Linked DNA regions of Rattus norvegicus: region 2 is linked to region 1. Evidence: chromatin contacts called from public Hi-C data. All regions are on one chromosome and are shown on one strand. Each heading gives the region's core, a stretch centred on a gene start, on an enhancer-like site or on the middle of the called end of the contact. The rest is flanking DNA. Distances are from core to core; before and after follow the strand shown.

What was found. A called contact is a pair of places that touch in the nucleus more often than the background predicts.
Region 2: a Hi-C map of liver shows a contact between it and region 1, with 5 times the contacts expected there. The contact joins the enhancer-like site here to the promoter of Gas1 in region 1. A contact is called at or near these places in 2 of 12 Hi-C or Micro-C datasets (liver and psoas muscle).

The regions. Positions count from the first base shown.
Region 1 is chr17:4,486,074-4,489,042 of GRCr8, forward strand. Gas1 (growth arrest-specific 1) reads left to right here and starts at 1,643. Exons shown (of 1, transcript NM_001400814.1): 1 at 1,643-2,969. The coding sequence starts at 2,069.
Region 2 is chr17:4,588,483-4,591,445 of GRCr8, forward strand. No RefSeq gene overlaps it. Among named protein-coding and RNA genes, the nearest start is that of Gas1, 100 kb to the left of the region's middle. Within about 2 kb of position 1,704, at least 9 of the 93 cell types and tissues checked have an H3K27ac peak or open chromatin away from gene starts, as enhancers often do. A contact at or near this core is called in liver, where this site is marked.

The DNA of each region.
Region 1 (2,969 bases), core at 393-2,892:
AGATGGAACTAGCTGGCCTTGAACTTGCAGTGAGCCTCTCGCTTCTGCCTGGGATAAACAGGCTTGCTGCCCCACGTCTGGCTAGTTCTTAAGGATACATTTGCGTTTGTTTTCTAAGACTAAACTTGGGATTAGGGTTAGGGTAGGAACAAAGTGGCTCCTCACTGCTCAGTCTGTCTCTCTCATGGTTTGAGGGGGCTGCAGAGGCACCGTTTCCTCAGCCTGGGCGGCCAGCTTTTCCAAGAGCCAGGTTAATCCGTCTGGCCCTCACTTTCGCCCTTACAAACTCTCTTAACTCTTTGGAGAGGTGGACAGTCCACTTTCTGAACTCACTGCAACTGGGGCTCCCTTTGCTTCAGCAGCGATTTGGCCTTAAAATCTGTGACAGACCGAGTTGATAGTCTCACCACGGAAAGGGGAGGGAAAAGCGCCAGTTTTTGACAGGCCACAGACTCGCGGTGCCTCTAGTGGCCAAAAGCTGCATTGAGCCACAGTTAAGGTATCTTTTGAGAGTCCTGCTCAGGCTGCAAAGCCTGCTCCACCGGTGGCTTTTGCTTTAAACACAGTGAGGAACTGAGACGTGCAGTTTACAGCATGTAGCGGGTCAGTTTATCCCCGTCCTCTGTGCTGTGACTGCAGCCAGGTGGTAGCGCTCAACATTCCCAGAGTTTTTAATGCCATGATTTGTCATTGCCGTTCGTATTACAATAAATCGTGAGTTAAGAAATGGTTTCAGTTCTTTGGATTTCTTAGTTTGAAAACGATGCCCAGTGTCAGGTCCTTACCTGCTGGAAAGGGGGACCGAAAGTGTCCTTCTTGTGGTGGTGGCTGTGTGTGTGTGTGTGTGTGTGTGTGTGTGTGAGAGAGAGAGAGAGAGAGAGAGAGAGAGAGAGAATGCCCGCGTGTGCCCGCGCGCGCAATTGGTATCTAAGTTTCTAAAGTCTCACATTGAATTCTCAAGACTCCCTGCCTTCGCTATACCCCCCGAGGTGATCAGAACTCAGAGATGAGGAGCCTGAAAATTAAAGTGACTTTCGGATTCTCTCGGATGCAAAGATGGGGGATCAGTAAGAATTAATAAAAGTGTCCCCCTCCCCACCCAAACAAAAAGGGGGCGGGGGAAGCGAACAAAAAGGCCGGTGGCTGAGCCGGATGCAGGCAGCTGGCCCTAAGCCCTGCCCGCTGGCTCTGTGCGCGAGCTGGGGTTCGGTATCCCAGCCTCCTGAAGAGTGGGAGGAGCTGGGCCTGTGTCAGGCTCCCTAAGCCGTTCCTTTCAAGCCCTGAATGCCTGAATGTGAGCTGCCCACCGCCCTCCCCCACTCTGCAACCCCACTCCAGCGGCTCGTAAAAAAAAAAAAAAAAAAAAAAAAAAAAAAAAAAAAGTTTCAACAACAACAGGCTGGACCAATAGCGGCGCGCAAAGCCGGGGAAAGGGGCCGAGCAAAGGGCGCCCGAGAGTGGAGAAAGGAGAAAGCGGGCAAGCCCGGAGCGCGCGGGGCTGGGGCTCGGCAAGCTGGAGGAGCGTTGCTAATGTTTTTGTTTGTTTGCTTTTCTATGCATGCATAATGAGGGGGCGCCGCGGCACCACACGGGGGCTCCCGGCCCACTTTTGTATTTAAAGCCCCGCCGCGAGCGAGTCGGCAGCCGGGCTCCGCGGATCCGCTCCCCAGGCTCCGGGTCTCCGAGCAGAGCCGCACGCTCCGAGTTTCGGGGTCCTCCCTGCGCCTGGCTCCCAGAACTTCCCGGAGTGCGGCCCAGGCCCGGGTAGAGGGGGAGGGGACCAAGCGTCCTGGTCGCGGGAAGGCGGGATGCCAGAGCTGCGAACTGCTACGCGCTACTGAGCCGGGAACGGAGGAGCCACCGGCCACACGACCTTCTGCAGGCGCCTTGCACCATGCACCCCCGGCGCCGCGCGCTCCTGCAGCCTCGCCGCGTCCCCCAGGGACGGCACTGAACGCTTCCAGCCGCCGATCGGAGCCGGACCTGCGTCGCCGCGCCTCTCAGGGAGCCCCGGCCGCGGTGCTGGAGCAAACACCCGCCTCTACCAGCCGCGGGGCCGCCGGCATGGATGGATGAGGACGCCCATGCCAGAAGTGCGCGGAACTCGGACAAACTTTTCCAGCGGCCCCGCGGCCGCCACCCGAGCCTCGTTTCCGCTCCGCACCGCGTCCGGCGGCCGCTGCTGCCCGCGATGCTAGCCGCACTGCTGGGCGGCGGCGGAGCCCGCTCGGGGAGCTTGCCGGGCGCCTTGCTGTGCCTGATGGCGCTGCTGCAGTTGCTGGGCTCGGCGCCGCGGGGCTCGGGGCTGGCGCACGGCCGCCGCCTCATCTGCTGGCAGGCGCTGCTGCAGTGTCAGGGAGAGCCGGACTGCAGCTACGCCTACAGCCAGTACGCCGAGGCGTGTGCGCCGGTGCTCGCACAGCGCGGCGGAGCTGATGCTCCTGGGCCCGCCGGCGCCTTCCCCTCCTCGGCCGCGTCCTTCTCGCCGCGCTGGCGCTGCCCGAGCCACTGCATCTCGGCGCTCATCCAGCTCAACCACACGCGCCGCGGGCCCGCGCTGGAGGACTGCGACTGCGCGCAGGACGAACACTGCAGGTCCACCAAGCGCGCCATCGAGCCCTGTCTGCCGCGCACCAGCAGCGTGGGCCCGGGCGCGGGAGCGGGCTCGGTCATGGGCTGCACTGAGGCCCGGCGGCGCTGCGACCGGGACAGCCGCTGCAACCTGGCACTCGGCCGCTATCTAGCCTACTGCGGCAAGCTTTTCAACGGTCTCCGCTGCACCGACGAGTGCCGCGCGGTCATCGAGGACATGCTGGCGGTGCCCAAGGCGGCGCTGCTCAACGACTGTGTGTGCGATGGGCTGGAGAGGCCCATCTGCGAGTCGGTCAAGGAGAACATGGCCCGCCTGTGCTTCGGCCCAGATGCGAGCAACGGTCCGGGCAGCAGCGGCTCGGACGGGGGCCTAGACG
Region 2 (2,963 bases), core at 454-2,953, 100 kb after region 1:
CGAACCCTTCAGGGAGGTGAGTGTCTGGGTCAAGACAGTCTTGTCAGCCTGGCCCAGAGGTTCAGGCTTTGAATCTCAGCATTTGGGAGGCAACATCTTCTGTCTGTGAATTCCCGGCCAGCCCAGCCTACATGGTGAGGTGAGGTGCTCCGTAAAACAAAACAAAACAACCAACGAAACAATATGAGTGCATAAACCCATGGTGACGGAGTACGTTCTGGGGACAGCTGGTCAGTCAGTGTCTCTGGCTGTCTTCATTGCTGAAACCAGTCTGGATTGCTTTCCTGGGTTTGTCCTCTGGACTAAGATTGTCGCCAACTTTCCACGTTCAAAAGAACAAAACCTCTGGAGCCTTTCTTGGAACTGTATTTAGTATAAAATCATGAAGCAGAATTTGTCGTTTTTACTATTATACATTCTTAAAGTTCATTACCATGAGATTGCAAATAACCTTACCCTACACTTTCTAAGAAAAATAAGAGTACGTTACTTTTAATAGATGTGTATTTAGAAAAGTTCACAGAAGCAGCTTAAATGTTGGCCTGTGTTCCTAGTGTGCTCCTCTGTGAGCCCCTCATATGCCTATGTATTTCCCGTGTGCCCCTGTGTGACCTCTGTGTTCTCCCTGTGTGCCTCCGTGTGTCTGTGTGCTCCCCCGTGTGCCCCCATGTGCCTCTCTGTATGCCCCCAGTATGCCCTTGGTGTATCCTCCATGTGACCCTGCCCCCTCCCCATGTGCCCCTGTGTACTCCAGTGAGCCTCCAGCGTTCCCTTGGTATGTCCCTCATGTGTCCCACGTGTGCCTCCCCAGTATCTAAATCGACTCTTTGTCACAGGCCTCAAACAGCAGAGCAACACGGGGATTCCATGACTAGCCCACGTGACACAGGGTCCCAGAAAAACTCCACGCTCCTAAAACAGCCCCATTTGCGGTAAATGGCTCTACAGCAAGCCAGGCCACCCTCCTAAATTACAAACCGTGAGAAATTTGTGCTGCTTTTCTTGCAAGGGTACTTCTTCCATAGAACTCAAAACAACACCTCTGGATCCCAGAGCCTCACCCGCAAACAGCCAGTCTGTATTTTAAGGGGTCTAAGTTTTCGTTGAATGCTAAGACTTGTCCGTAGGAGACACAGAAACCGCTTAGTTTCCCACCCCGAAAATGATAATCCTAAGAACAGCAGGTCTCTCCGGGACTTTGTATGACTTCATGGAATGACATCTGCCAAGAGAACATTAGGAAAAGCAAGCAAACTTGGCAGCCAGATTCCAGGGCAACAGCTGGCGAGCCACAGGTGTTGGCCAGAGAAGAACTTCAGTCCCGCTTAAATGTTCCAGAGAGTTCTTTATTATTTTAAACACCACGTTCAGAGAGTGCTTAATTTGCTCAGATTCAAAACATTCCCCCAAGGGCAGAGTGCAGAGTAAACAAGACTGGAGAGAAAGTCCCGGTCCACCTAATTTTTAATTTGCAAAGCAGAGCAGTTAAAAGCACTCGATTTCTGACAGTCTTGCCGCGGTGTGGGGTAGCTTGGGGAGAAAGGCTTTGGTGGAAAATATTCTCTCAGTTAAGTCACTCGTGATGTGTGTTCTAGATGAGCAAGAGCACTGCATCTTGTTTGCAAGGTGGGAGAGGTAAGGTCCAGAGAAAAGGCTGAACATTGAAGGGCAGAGAGGCGGGACCTTCGACAGCAGAGGGGCGGGACCTTCAGAGAACAGAGGGGTGGGACTTTCCACAGCAGAGGGGCGGGACCTTCAGAGAGCAGAGGGGCGGGACCTTCAGGTCAGAGGCTCTGCTTTCTCCTTGACCCAGCAGCATTCTTGGGAGTAGGTAATTTTTTGTTTAATTTTATTCTTGCACCAGAGCGAGCCTCTGCTCCCTCATACAGTGCTCACTCCCTCGCTCGCTCACTCTTTTTTCATCGGGTGTTCCACCATCACTGAGCCTGTGCTAGAGCAAAGCTGTGTATTGGTGATTAGATCACCCTGTTTCTCCAGGCTGTGTTTAAAGAGGGGAGATGGACAAGCCAGGATTCTGACATCGCAGGGGCTCAGTTCCTTCTAAGAGGCGCGTGTTGAGAGTATGCTCAGATCATAGGGTGGCTCCATTGGCAGCGTCTTGCCTGCCACTCTGCCGCTTAAGATAGCTCAAGCCCGCAGCTTTTGGAGACAACCTCTGCTACTTCTCTGACCCCTCCAAGTAGTCAGGGAATAAAGCTGTAGCCTTAGCTAGTAAAATCAGAGCCTTCTCCGGGAAGGTCCCAACCTCTTCTAGAAAAGTAGACTGCATGTCTACTCATAAACGATGCCAGCCACAGCAGGAAGGCGTTCCACCCCTTCCACAGCACAGTAACGGTGAGGCAGCACACACAGGCAGCATCTCAGGCAAACACAGGCCACACAGGCCAATATTTATTTTTTATTTTTCGTCAGCTAACCGGAACCAAGGAGTTTTCTCTTGTCACTGTGGAAGTATTGTTGGATAAGCATACCAAAAAATGATTAGGTAAAGAGTTAGTTATGAGAGAGAGAGAGAGAGAGAGAGAGAGAGAGAGAGAGAGAGAGAGAGAGAGAGGGAGGTGGAGGAGGAGGAGGAGAAGAAGGAGGAGGAAGAGGAAGAGGAGGAGGAGAAGGAGAAGGAGGAGGAGGAGAAGGAGAAGAAGGAGGAGGAGGAGAAGGAGAAGGAGAAGGAGAAGGAGAAGGAGGAGAAGAAGAAGAAGAAGAAGAAGAAGAAGAAGAAGAAGAAGAAGAAGAAGAAGAAGAAGAAGAAGAAGAAGAAGAAGAAGAAGAAGAAGAAGAAGAAGAAAAGAGACCTGAATAGAAAGGAGCTCCCAGCCCCAGGCCATGAGCATGAGGGAGGCTTCCTAGTAAGAGACAGACAGAAAGACAGACAACACATACGGAGCCATGATTAACAACAGGGCTCTGATCCCCTTTCTCCCATCAAACACATAAGCCCCTCT